Linked DNA regions of Mus musculus: region 2 is linked to region 1. Evidence: chromatin contacts called from public HiChIP or PLAC-seq data. All regions are on one chromosome and are shown on one strand. The core of a region is the stretch at or near the end of the contact, and the rest is flanking DNA. Distances in the headings are between cores, read along the strand shown.

Region 1 (6,831 bases), core at 545-3,044:
TGTGACAAGCTGAGTTTGAATCCACATAAAAACTGGCATAGTAGCACACAGCAGTAACCCCAGTGTTGTAAGGTGAGTGGGAAGCAGAGACAGGAGGCTCCAGTAGTTCCCAGGCTAGTGAGTCTGAAGTATTCAATAGCTAACAACAAAAGAGAACTGTCCCCAAACAAGACTGTAGGGGGGACAGGCAGGTACACCATGGCACACACACACACACACACACACACACACACACACACACACGACACACTCTCTCTCTCTCTCTCTCTCTCTCTCTCATACACACACACACACACACACGCACACGTACATGCACACACACATATATACACACATGCACACAATGCACACATACACACGCATGCACACACATAATGCACATATACACACACACACATGCACATACACATTCACATTTAAAAAAAATTGAGTGTGGCTTGGAAAGACTATGAGTAACAGATGCATAAGGAAAGTAACGGGGGATGGGAGTTTAAGTAGGGCCTGGAATTACCCTACTACCTGAAATGCACTGTGCCTGCTTAGACTGAGCTCTGAATCTATTCTAAGCTTCCCAGCAATCACTTCAAGGGCCCAGCAAGAATGCAGTGCCTACATTATAAAATAGAGCCATTTGCCAGGTGAAGTGCAATATTCTTCGTATAAATTAAGACTATGAAGACAGCCTCATAAGGATCTTCATAAAAAGAACACACTGCCACATAATGAAGGCCATTTCCAACAGTGTCCTTACAGTAAATGGATGACGAATTACACTGGGCTGCTTCTTACTGATTCGCTGACACGGGCAAATGGCCCAATTTAGTTAAGTCACAATGCAGTTAAAGCAATTGTCCAGGAGGCTGCGATGACATGCCAGATATACAAGGGCCATACGGAAGAATGAAGGTATTAGCAAAGCCCAGCAAATTGCTCAGGGAATAGGAAGCTAAGCCAAAAACACATCATAAATCCATCATAGCGTCTCCTCCCACTGAAGTTAATAACTGACTTTTGTCTGTAGTCATGACCTAGATCACAATATTTTTCAAGAAGTAAAAGTAATGAAAGGCAGACTTGCACCTCAGAAGTCTGTGTCTTTGTGCCAGGGCTTTTCAAGTGTCCGGCAGCTGTAGACCAAACTCGTTCTTCAATTTCATTCACATTTACTTCCCTTGTTATGATTTGTGCTCACTTTTCAACAAGATTTTCTTTCCTTTTTTTCCTCTGCCTGTTTTGATCTGGTTACATGATTCCTGTACAATGTGCTAAGCCCTGCTCACTACATGGAATAGATGGAGTCTTGTTCTGTGCTTCCATAGCACTGGGAAACAGTGACACAGCTTAGTGCACGCTGAACGTACAGTACTATACATGTGCAGTTTTGTCTTAGTCTTTGTGATTCCTGGGTAAAAAAGATGCTTGTAGTGTCTCCACTTTATGAAGATTAAGATACTCAAGGTAAACTTACATGTCCAACACCACACAGAGCAAGTGGCAGAGTCAGCGTTCATAGACAGAGAGCTTGCCTCCAGAGCTCCACATGTCAGCTGGAGCTCTCAACAATACACACACCAGTGGTTATCAGATGGCATTTAGTTGTTTATATTCTTATATCTCGCCTGTCAACAGCAGGCCGAGCTGCCCTCTGGCACCATTGTCAGCATCCACTTATTTATTGTGGTGATTTAAACATGAAAGCCTCCCCAGACGCTCATGTATTTGAACACTCGGTCCCCAGTAGGTGCTGCTGTTTGAGGAAGCTTGAGGACCTTGCTAGAGGAAGTCCATCACTTGGGGTGAGCTGTGAGGGTTTGTAGCCTTGCCCTACTTCCTGTTCTGCTCTCTGCTTCCTGCATCCTGTGTGTGATGATGAAAACGGGATCATCCCACTTCTTGCTCCTGCCGCCACACCATGCTTTGTCTGCCATGGAGTACTCAAACTCTCTGGACCATGGAGCCATAGGCCAAAAGAAACTCTTCCTTGAGTAGTTTTTGGTCATGATCTTTTATCACACTAACAGAAAAGTAACAAAGACAGTTGTCTTCCCACCAGAGAAGATGCTTGCTCCTTGTGACATTGGACACATTATTTGGCCTTGCACTAGAGCAATCACAGAAACGCAACCATAATAACAGCCATAACCTCAAAGTGGCCTGACTCCTCTCTCCCTGTGCACATAAACGTCTCTGCCCTGCCCTGGGTCTTGCCCACCTCTATTTTGTTTCTCTTTCTCTGCCATGGTCTGTTATTTCTCAGTCTCCTTGGTTCTGCTTTTCCTGCCTATCTTAGATTGTCACCTGCCCCTCTTCCTTCCCCAGTCCACACTTCCACTTCATTCTCCTGCATTCCAGGTTGCTCCTTTCCAGCCCTGACCTTTGTTCTGAGAGCAGAACCTGTACAACAGGTGCCCCCTTGCTTCCCAGCATCACCTGCACCCATAGAGCACATCTTCGTTTTCTTCTTAGCACCTGAAACAAGGTAGACACAAAATAAATGCTTTTTAAGAGATAGACACAAAATAATACTTTTTCTTATATGTGACCATTCAAAACAGGAATGCTTTCATGTCCAATCTCAGTGCTTGGCCCAAGCTTTGGGATGCTGTTTGACATAAAAAAACACATAGGTGGAGTCAATTCTTTATGATGTATGTGTGGCTACTTATTACTGTTCTTTGTTTCCTTCTAGTGGAAAGAGTTTGTTTGCTTTGACTAAAATCAACCACCACTTCCCTCCTAGGGCAAGGCTCCAAGCCCTAACATGGTGCCTCGGCATGAGGAGCGTTTGCAGGGGGGCTTTTCACAACTGCAGAAGAGAAATGAAGACAGATACATGAGAGATGATTCAGAAATGTTCCTCAAGAGACTGAGAGGAAAAATTAGAGGCAAGAACGGCACTCAGTATGTGATATGGAAAATCTGAATACTGATGCCAAGGGACGGCTGTACGAGGTAGATCTCAGAAGGGATGGATGCTTCCTTTCTGACAGACCCTGGAGTGGAAGAGGACTTGCCTGGGGCTGTGCAAAGCTCTGGATTCCGCCCCCAGCACTTAAAACCAACAGCAAAAGGGTGTGAGGAAGAGGTGCGGCTGTGCCTGACTGGGAAGAGGATCCAAAAATCACATCCTGCCATCATGTGCCTCCTCAGTGAATAGACCAGTTCAGACCAGCCAGCACCCCACACTGACCCACACAGGGACCCACACCTCATCTGGTGCTCTGTGGTGGGGATCCTCAGCCACAGTAGTGACGTGGGCTCCAGACAAGAGCAGAAAAGTGAATGGCTAGATGCAGTGGCTTCCTGTTGCTGCCTGCTTCTTCTTATAGATCCGGGGTGGGAAGGAAAGACGTGGTACAGAGTGAAGAGTGACTGGAGATGGTGTTAGCCTAAATGTAGTGAACCAAGGGACACCCTGGGCTATTTCTCTGTTAAATGAGTTCCTTTCTGAGACAGAAACAGAAAAAGAGAGAGAGACAGAGACATAGAGACAGGCAGGCAGAGACAGACAGACAGACAGACACAAACATAGAGACAGAGTTACAGAGAAACAGACAGAGACATAGAGAGGGAAAATGTTTAATATTTCTGTTAGTTTCTTGAAACAAGCAACTTGTTCCTTTTTCTAAGCACAAAGCCAAAAATAGGAATGGTTTGGCTTTCTCTTCCACAGCAGTAGGGTAAGTCTTGCCTGAGAAAATCCTCCTTGCCTATTAACTAACAGAGCTGTCAAAGAGGAATTCTGATATACGTGTATACAGAGTGTCTAAATGGGAAACAAAGCTTGACCATTTATTATTATTATTATTATTATTATTATTATTATTATTATTATTCAGTCACACATATTCCCACCCCTCTCAGTCAATCATCTCCCATCTCCCGAGCCTGTAATACCAGACTCTGAGGAGACTGAGACAGGTGGATCAGGAGTTTGAGGCCAGACTGGGCTGCATAGGGAGGTGTCACAAAGCAAACCAATAAGTGAACGAAGCCAGCTTGTAAAATTCACATTGCTCCCAGCTCCTAAACGCTCTGGCAATTTGAGTCTCTGAAAAGAACAAGGCCTGGGTTACGGCTGAAAGTGATGGCAGGTGTTCTGTCTTTGGTGAAAGTAAAAACCATCTTCCTTATCAAAATGGCAAGCTGAGAAACCCACTGATTTTGGCTGTAGCTCAGTGGCAGAGCTAAGCATGTACAAGGCCTTGAAATGCAAATAATTAGAATGATGGAAGAGGAGGGGGAGGAGGAGGGAGAGGAGGAGAGGGAGGATGAAGGGAAAAGAAGAGGGAGAGGAGGAAAAGGAGGAAAGGGAGGAGGAGGGAGGAGAAAGAGAGGGTAGGAAGAGGAGAGAGGGGGAAGAAGGAAGGGCAGGAAGGGAAAGGAAAGGAGAGGAAAGGGGAGGAAGAGGGGGAGGAGGGAGAGGAGATCGTGATGATGTGATGCTAAACTTTACTGTGTGCTTTCCCGGGTTTGTCACACTTCTAACTACTCTGCATACCCTCATTCAATCTTCACAGCAATGCTATAAGGAAGTATTATGATCACACACACACACACACACACACACACACAGAGCTAGGCAGAATCTTGGCGACATTAAGTACTGTGGCTTTGTAGTTAGCAGAAGAAAAACCTGCAGTGTTAACCTAGGCAATGGGCCTATAATCAGTGCTCTTGACCATGCAACTCAGTCTACAGAAGTAGGACACACATGAAATGAGTGAAATGAACCAGTAATGGTAACACAGGGAGAAAGATGCCGTCAACGGAGCAGAGACAAGACAGGAGGAGCCAGCCTCCAGGGAGGACTACTGAGTAGTGAAGAAATTATGCCTCATGAGCACTTTAAGCTGTTGCCTACTTTGAAGCCAGCTGTCTGAGCATGGAAGAGATCCCTGAAGACTTCTACAGAGGAGCCCAAGTCTGTTAGGTACAGTCACCAACCCTGCTTGGAATCAGATGGAGCCAGCTTTCACCAAGGCCACCACTGTCTGGACTGTTCATTTCTAAAGAGGACACCCCAGAATAAACATTACTGTTCACATATCCTAACCTAGCACCCCCACCCCAGCACACCTTCACTTAACATGGTCACGTCTCCGTCCCAGATTTTGGCAGATCTTTCAGGAAATACTAAGTTAGACTAAAAATGTAGACATCTGAGTAACGTTCTGGACTAATTTCAAACAGCCAGCCTACTACAAATATAACCAACATATAATTTAAAAACTGATGCTTCTTAATTTTTAGAAAGACAACAGCTGCTTAAAATATGAATTGAGAACAATAAATAAGAAAACAGATGGATTTTCACAGGAGCTAAAAGGAAAATGTCTGTGACAGACACATATATATCCACAAAGCACCGTATGACACTCTAACCCTGACTGCATAGGAGAGTGAGAACACTGTGCTGTATAACCGCCTCCTCCCTAACTTTCCACTTTGAATGCAAGACTCAAACCCGGCACCACTGGACAGGGTAAAGGAAATGCCTAGCATTGAGTGCTAGGACCTGGGCTGCAAAAGCCAGCTTCCTCTTCTCATGGTGCATTTAACCTATCTTTAGAGACCAGATTAGGAACAAAAGAAAAGGAAGTAGATGGGGACAACTTTACCTCCAGATGTTGCCACAAATTGCACATCACCAAAATGGGAACCCCAGAGGCCTTAGTACTACACAGAGAGTAGCACCCTTTGATTGGTGTTGGGTTTTGGTTTGTTTGGGGGTTTTTTTTGTTGTTGTTGTTGCTGTTTTGAGGAGTTGTTTTAATCCTTCCTTCCATTTATGCAAATATATTGTGATATCAGAATGGCCAGAATGTCAGACGTTTTAAAGTCAAGAATTCTCTCTCTGCATGAATTCAGGCCCATTTTAACTATATGCTTCTCTTTGATCTCTCTGTTGTGTGAATGTGGTGGTTTAAATGAAAATGGCCCCCACTGGCTCATAGAGAGTGGCATTATTTGAAAGGATTAGAAGGTGTGGCTTTGCGGGAGTAAGTGTGGCCTTGCTGAGGGAAGTGTATCACTGGAGGTAGGCTTTGAAGAATTCACACGTTCAAGCCAGGCTCCGTGGTTCATTCTGCAATTGATGCCTGCCAACCTGGATATGTAACTCTTGGCTCCTACTCTAGCACCACGTCTGCCTGAGTGTTGCCAGGCTTTCTGCCATGAAGATGAGAGACTAAATTTCTGAAGCTGCACACCAGCCCCAATTAAATGTTTGCCTTTATAAGAGTTGCCCTGCATTTTGTAAGTCACTAAGGTGACAAAAAAAAAAGTTCATACACTGTTTTCAGACACAGTATTTATAGAATTATTGAAAACACACTACTCTCATCTTCTCTCTTATAAGATGGAAATCAAGCAGTGTTATTTACACCATTGCGTAGAGGCAAGCACTTTGGGTCTGGAAGTTATTTGTATTTAAGACATACCATACTGCATCAGTTAGGTCCTTTTTAAGCACCATACATGTTTGGTCATCTTTTGGTAGCAATTCTAATTCTGTTTCACTATATAACCCAGGCTGGCCTTCAACTCATAATCCTCCTGCCTCAACATCCCAAGTGCTGGGACTATAGATGTGTGTCATCAAGCCTGCCTTTTTAGCTATTTCTTCCACAGAGTGGTGTAGAGGAAATAGACTGTGTCTTTATTGATTGGTACTATCAAAGTATTTGGTACTTTGAAGAGAGAGAGAGAAGGGGAGAGAGAGAGGGAGAGAGAGAGAGAGAGAGAGAGAGGAAGAGAAAGCTGATACACACATCTTCACAAATGTATACACATATACACACATGCACAGTGGAAGAGTGTCTCCATTTG
Region 2 (6,697 bases), core at 1,133-3,632, 240 kb before region 1:
TGTGATACTTTGTTTTGTATCCCCACCCCCAAAATACTATCTCCTATGATAATGTCAACAAACATCTCTAAAATTTCTGTATAACTAAGAACATATGGTGGGGAGAAAAATTGAAAAGTTAAAGGAAAGATTGGTCTTTGGCTATACTGTGAAGAATAATGCCTTAAAAACCCTAAATGGGGGGTTTTGGGGGGGGGTGCTCAGATGTAGGGAGAACAGGGAGAGAGAAGGAAGATGGTGGGAGTGGGAGGGACGGGCAATCTCTCTCACCTGCCAGAGAGACCTAGGATAGGAAGAGGCCCCACAGGGTCTATGGAAGTGACTTTAGCTGAGATTCCTATCAGTGGGGGATATGGATCCTGAAGTGATCACTTCCTGTAGCCAGGCAGGACTCTCAGTGGAGAGATTAGGACAGCTACTCACCCACAAAACCTTTGACTCAAAATGTGTCCTGCCTACAAGATGTGCAGGGACAAAGATAGAGCAGAGACTGAGGGAATGGTCAACCAATGACTGCCCCAAATTGAAACCCATTCCATGGGCAGGAATCAATCCTTGACACTACTAAGGATATTCTGTTATGCTGGCCAACAGGAACCTAGCATATCTGTCCTCTGAGAGGCTCCACCCAGCAGTCAATGGAAAGAGATGCAGAGACACCCGAACCTTAGACGGAGCTTGGAAGATCTTACTAAGAGCTGGGAGAAGAATTAAGGGACCCAAGAAGACAGGGACTCCATAGAAAGACCAACAGAGTCAACTAACCTGGACCTTTGGGGACTCCCAGAGACTTTATCACCAACCAAAGGGCGAGTCTGGGCTGGACCTAGGTTCCCTGCACTTGTGTAGCAGATGAGCAGCTTGGTCTTCATTCGAGTCCCCTAACTAGAGCAGGGGCTGTCCCTGAACCTGTTGCTGGCCTACCCGCCTGCCTGTGGATACCTGGCCCCTAAAAGCACCTTCTTGCCTGGCCTCAGTGGGAGAGGATGCACCTAGTCCTACTCCCGCCCAACTTGATGTGGGGGGTGGGATGTGACACCCAGAGGGGGCTCCCACTTCTCAAAAGTGAAGTGGAATGGGGTAGGATTGTGTGAGAGAGTACTGGGAGGAGAGGAAGGGCTGTTATTGGGTTGTAAAGTGAATAAATAAAAATTTAAAAACACACAAGAAGAAAACAAAACAGTGCAACTAAACCAAAACAAAGGACGATGAGGAAGGGAGGTGGAGGCGAGCAGTCACCCCACCTGTAGTGACAGCCCATCCCGCAGCTGGACAGACCTCTGCCATTGTCTTGCTCCTTATTATTGTTTAAATGTAAGCTGATTCAGAAGTGATGTGTGGAGCCTCCGCTAGAACACAGTGTTGAGAAGTACTGCACAAGTGTTTACAAGACTCTCCAGTCAGAGCCATCAAGCCTCAAGGACACAGGAAATCCTTCTAGAGCCAACCGCACTGAATCTCCCCCAGTCCTGTCTGACAGAAGTCGGGGATCTGTCAGCTGAGAGGCTTACAGTTGTCACTTCCGGGTTTGAGGACAGCTACTCGACTCCCACCTGCAGTTGACTGAGCCCCCACTGTGGCTGGTGCTAAAGCCAGCAGTTCACCTGCTGGGTTGTGCCAATCATGGAGCCCGTCCCCATTTTCAGTCCTGCTCCCTTAGAGACCTGCTCAGGGCCTCAGCCTCTGTTTATGGAAGGAGCCCAGTGAAGAAGAGCAACTTCTGAGGCTTACACAGGGCTTGTTCTGTCCAGCAGCAAGCTCTCAGAGTGCCCACAGCCCACTCCCGAGAAATAGCAAATGAACCAGCGGACACCCATTAGAAAAGGAAATGTGTATTAAAACAAAACAAAACACAAACAAACAGCAGGGGGGTTAGAGAGAACTCACAATAGGATGCCTTTAAATGCTGAGTACCTCATACACTTAAGGAACAATTTGGTTTTTAAACATAGATTCATTCACTCACTACCTCTCTAAGATCATACCAAAGATGTGTCTTAACAGCTTAGCTAAAAAAAAAAAAAAAAAAAAAAAAAAAGCAAAAGCAAAAACCAGGTGTTTGTCTCTAAGCGATTTCAACTCTGACTCACACAAAAAAGAAGAGCACCCGTGTGTGAGTCATTGTGCTTCTGCGGGAAGGCAGAGCACGGGCGCTGTAAACCATTGCAGCTTCTTTTGTTGGTTTTATTTTAAAGTAACTTTAAAGAAAAGCAAACCACTGTAAGTTTTTTTTTTTAAAAATCTGAAATTAAAATAGATATACAGAGAGAGAAGGAGAGGGAGAGGGGAGAGACTCACTTGGCAAGGACCTCAATCTGCTCCTTAAGGTTGACAATGGGCAGTATCGACTTGGTCACCTCCAGCACATACACACAGAACTCAGGGTCAGGAGGAGGGTTCCACTCTTTCTCAGGGCTGCCTTCCGTGAACTTGGGCAGTGCCAGGATCTCTTCTTCCTCTTTCACTTTCTCTTCTTCTTTTTTCCCTTTCCCTTTCCTTTGAAAGTAAGCAATAATAAAACCCCATATCCTGTCGAAATGTCCAAATACTAACTATGCTCTGAGTCAATCTGAGAAGCCTCAGGGAAATAAGGAAAGGGTAATCGGGGAGGGAAATTAGTTAAAACAAAATACAATGTGTGTATGTATGTATGTATGTATATATGCAAATGCTATGACAAAGCTCATTATTTTGCATCTATATTAAAAGTTAATTTAAATTAAAAATATAGAGACAATTCAAATGTCCTTTGATAAGAGATGGGTATATAGTGTTAAGACCATACAATAAAATACTGGTTAAGAGTAAAAAGGGATAGGCTACCAATGCACAGAACAATTTGGAAGCATCTCAAAGGCATTATGCTGGCTGGAAAACATCAGTATCAGATGTAACACACGAATGATCCCATCAAAGTCATTCTTGGCTGGACCTGGTAGTCCATGCTTTTAATGCCAGCACTCAGGAGGCAAAGATAGGCAGATTACTGTGGATTCAAGGTCAGCCTGGTCTACAAGTGAGTTCGAGGCTAACTAGGGCTACATAGTAAGACCTTGGAAAGGCAAAAATAACAGAAAAACCACCACCAGGTCTCGTTCTTTTTTCCAGAGAAAAGAATGAGTTGCAGTATCAGGGCAGGACTCTGGGTTGGCTGAGCTTTTTTCTATTCTGACTGTGGTGTCAATGGCTGCACAAATTCCCTCTTTAAAATTCTGTAGCATTTTAAACAGAAAGACATTTTGTGGCATGTTAATTTAAAACTTTGTTGCTTGTATCGTTTTCTTTTTCTTTTTTCTTTTTTCTTTTATTTTTTTTTAAATTTTCCTCTGTGTAGCCCAGGCCATCCTGGAACTCACTATTCACTCCAAGCAAGCCATGAACTCAGAAATCTGCCTGCCCCTGCCCCTGCCTCTGCCTCCTAAATGCTGGGATTAAAGGTGTGCACCACCACTGCCCGGCTAATTAAAGACTTCAATTGCTCTGGGCACTCTGCTTACATCTGCGTGAGTAGTTATTCACGTTTACACCAATTATCCCTAGCATGGGAGGTGGAAAAGCTTGCTCTTCATACACTTCCATTGGCTAACACTAGGCACTAGCTGCTGAATTCCTTGAATCCATTTTCTGTTGGGTACCCTTCCTGCAAATAGCTTGTCCTAAACCTTTGACCCACCTCCAGCCCCGTATGTTATAATTACTTTCAGTATCTCCTGCTAATAGATAATGTCTTCTCTGTCCCTGGTACTCCTTGGGATTACTTTACCAGCCTTTTTTCAGGGGATGGCACTAGCTGAAAGGATGGAAGGACTGACAGAAGAGCAAGTGACTGCCTTAGGTAGTGCTGACCCAACAGAACTTTGGCTGGGGAGGAAAGGGTTTCAGCTTACATCTCTCAGGTGACACTACATCACAGAGGGAAGAAGTCAGGGCTGGAACTTCAGGCAGGAACTGAAATGTAAGCCATGTAGGTATGAGGCCTACTGGCTTACTCCTCATGGCTCTCTCATACACCCCAGGACTCCAGGGATGGTACTACTTACTGTGGGCAGAGTCCTTCAACATCAATCACTAATAAAAAAACATATTCTTCAGACTTGCTTACAGGCTCATCTGCTTGAGATCATTTTCTCAGTTAAGGTTCTGCCTTCCCTGAAGACTCAAGCTGGCAGAAAACCAACTAACATATCCTCTGAGAGGGAGGGGAAGTTCTCTCTAGATTGTCACTACAGCCCCTTTGCAAGGAATTAAAAAAAAAAAAACTTAAAGGATGCAAGAGTCTCTGGCGATGCTCAGCCTTCCCACTTCACAGCTGACCCATACTCTAATGGCCCCTCCAATGGTATTTTCAGCTTTAGAAATGTTTTCTCTTAATAATTGTCAAGGGGCAACTGCAGTAAATGAGACTCTTATGGCATACTCGTGTGGGGTAACATCAAGAGGTTTGTTGAAATATGCTTGGGTGGTGTTGGAACAAGAGTATTTCAGAGTTAATAAAAAGACCGAGTCTCAGGGGTCCAGGTAGGTCAGAACAGGACAGTGTGGGCTATGTAGTGTTCCTCAGCTCAGCCACAGACCTGCGCAGTGTCCTACGTGCTTCTGTCGCTCCTTCCCTCTTTCTGACTGACCTCGGTTCTACACTTCAAGATTTCTAGATGACTCTGTCACCTAGTCACTAGTGGCATGTAAATAAGAACATGAGTTTTAAGGTGTGGGGACTGTCACTTTAGGTGAACTTGCCACACCCTTCCTTGTATGTACAGATGCAGCTCCTTTGTCCTGTGTTCAGGAGACTAGACTCTCACAATGTTACCATTAAGCAGTAGATCTTCTGAAACAATTCATTGCCTAATGGACAGGAACTTAATTTGTTCCAGATTCAAATAAGCCAAGAATATGGGGCTAGCCTGGGACCAGGCAGGAGCAGCACCTACTTTAAGCAATTCTCAAATTTTGGGCTTATGTTTCAATGAAGCAAACTGGGGGTGGGAATTATTTATCTTTACCCATTACTTACCACAGAAGGTAAGAGGAACAAATCAACTGAAGTCTACTTTTCTTTTTACTATTTTGAAAAAAAAATCAAAGATTCCTTCAATTGCTATTAGTAAGTACAAACCATTTTTAGTCCCCACCACCACCCTCAACTTTTTTCACACAGGTAGTCCAGGCTGGCCTCCAACTCTCTATGACGCCTAGGGTAAGTATGAACGTCTGATCCCCCTGCTTTCACCTCCTGAGTGCCGGGATTGCAAGTGTGAACTACCAGGCTGTCCTACTGCGGATTAAAGCCAGGTATGTGTGCAGACGAGGCAAGTACTTTGTCAATAGAGCCATCTCCCCAGAGCCAAATAGGATTTTAGAATAGATAAAACCACAGAAGCACAAAGCACACCACAATTGTTCCAACCATAAGAGCTAGACCTCTTTCTCCCACTTTGTGTTGCTTCTGTCTTGAGGGTAGGGGACACAGCCAGAAAAAGGATGGAGAGAGTACCAAGAGGAAAGTACACAGGTTCATGGCCTGCTGCAAGAAGCTAAGCCCCCTCCCTCCCAACCCCCATCACAGGTGGGGTGCAGGGACACCAGTAGCTGAGGACAACTGCTGCCTCTATTGTCCTTTTGGAATGAAAGCCATTGTAGTACTTGATGGTAGTAGTTACCAGGGTAACCTGATTTATCCAGAGACAGGGAAGTTCTGGGTAAATTTTTCAAAGACAGCACAGAATAAAAACAAATGCTTAAGTCACGACTTGATGCCTCATTCAATACATATGATCTCAAAGTCAAAGCAGTGCTGGGGCTCAAACCCAGGTAATGAGGCTTGCTGGGCAAACTTTATGACACCAAGCTATGTAAGGCCCGAGGGGTGCCAACTAACTAGGAAATTTTAGGTGCTAGGTTGTGGCTCAGTGTGAGCCCTTGCCCACTATGGAGACCCCAGGGTTCCATGCCCAGCACAGAAGAAACCAAAGCAATCTCTCCCTTCCTGTGCCCTTGCTGCATAATCACAAGTTGTCACGATTATAACTAGGAGAAGAAAACAATGAGTTTCCTACCTTACTCCCTTCTCTTTGGTGAAAGCTCTGCTAAGGATAGTGTTCCGTACTGATGCTGGCTCGGATTTTTCTTCTGTAGGAGATCCAAATATAGCACTAAAACGAAAACTATTTTTCTTTTTTGTCATTTGAAAAGAACATGGCTTATTCTAGTCACACTAACAGTGCTGACAGGTGATATTTTAAAGATGACTATCATTAGAAGGTCCTTTCTCTTCCAGCATGATTGGATTCAATCACCACTGCAGTTAGGGCCTATTTGATCCACAGTTTAGGGAAACTCAACCTCTACCGCTGCTCCTCCATGTCTCATTTCCCCTAGACAACTTTGCCACATCAGCTTACAAAACAATTATGCAGATAAATCATCATCATGAGAAGAATTGATTTACCAAAATCTAAAACTCTAAAAACAAAACACCCCCCTCACACACACACACAAATTTCCAACCCCCTGGGCAGGTTGGTTGACACAATGTGTCCTTACTTGGCCTTCTCCTTGCTTCCCCTTCTTAAGGAAGATGAAGAAGAAATGCTTCGTCCATAGCCAACGTCCGATGATTTATCCTCCATAGATGGAGGTGGAGAGCTAAAATGTTACATGTTTGAAGTTAGGTACAAGCTAAAATTTGTCAGTGCTA

Evidence for each region. HiChIP or PLAC-seq counts read pairs in DNA pulled down with a chosen protein or histone mark.
Region 2: a contact with region 1 is called in an H3K4me3 HiChIP or PLAC-seq map of bone marrow-derived macrophages, with 2.5 times the contacts expected there. The contact joins two enhancer-like sites. A contact is called at or near these places in 1 of 484 Hi-C or Micro-C datasets (cerebral cortex) and 4 of 115 datasets of contacts at active chromatin or transcription factors (bone marrow-derived macrophages, large pre-B cells and memory CD8 T cells).

What each region holds. Positions count from the first base shown.
Region 1 is chr2:19,054,439-19,061,269 of GRCm38.p6, reverse strand. No RefSeq gene overlaps it. Among named protein-coding and RNA genes, the nearest start is that of Gm33592, 51 kb to the right of the region's middle. Within about 2 kb of position 1,794, at least 58 of the 459 cell types and tissues checked have an H3K27ac peak or open chromatin away from gene starts, as enhancers often do. A contact at or near this core is called in bone marrow-derived macrophages and memory CD8 T cells, where this site is marked.
Region 2 is chr2:19,296,271-19,302,967 of GRCm38.p6, reverse strand. It overlaps Armc3 (armadillo repeat containing 3), which reads right to left. Exons shown (of 20, transcript NM_001081083.2): 15 at 6,544-6,645; 16 at 6,057-6,152; 17 at 5,015-5,062; 18 at 2,299-2,496. Among named protein-coding and RNA genes, the nearest start is that of 4930447M23Rik, 45 kb to the left of the region's middle. Within about 2 kb of position 2,382, at least 126 of the 459 cell types and tissues checked have an H3K27ac peak or open chromatin away from gene starts, as enhancers often do. A contact at or near this core is called in bone marrow-derived macrophages and memory CD8 T cells, where this site is marked.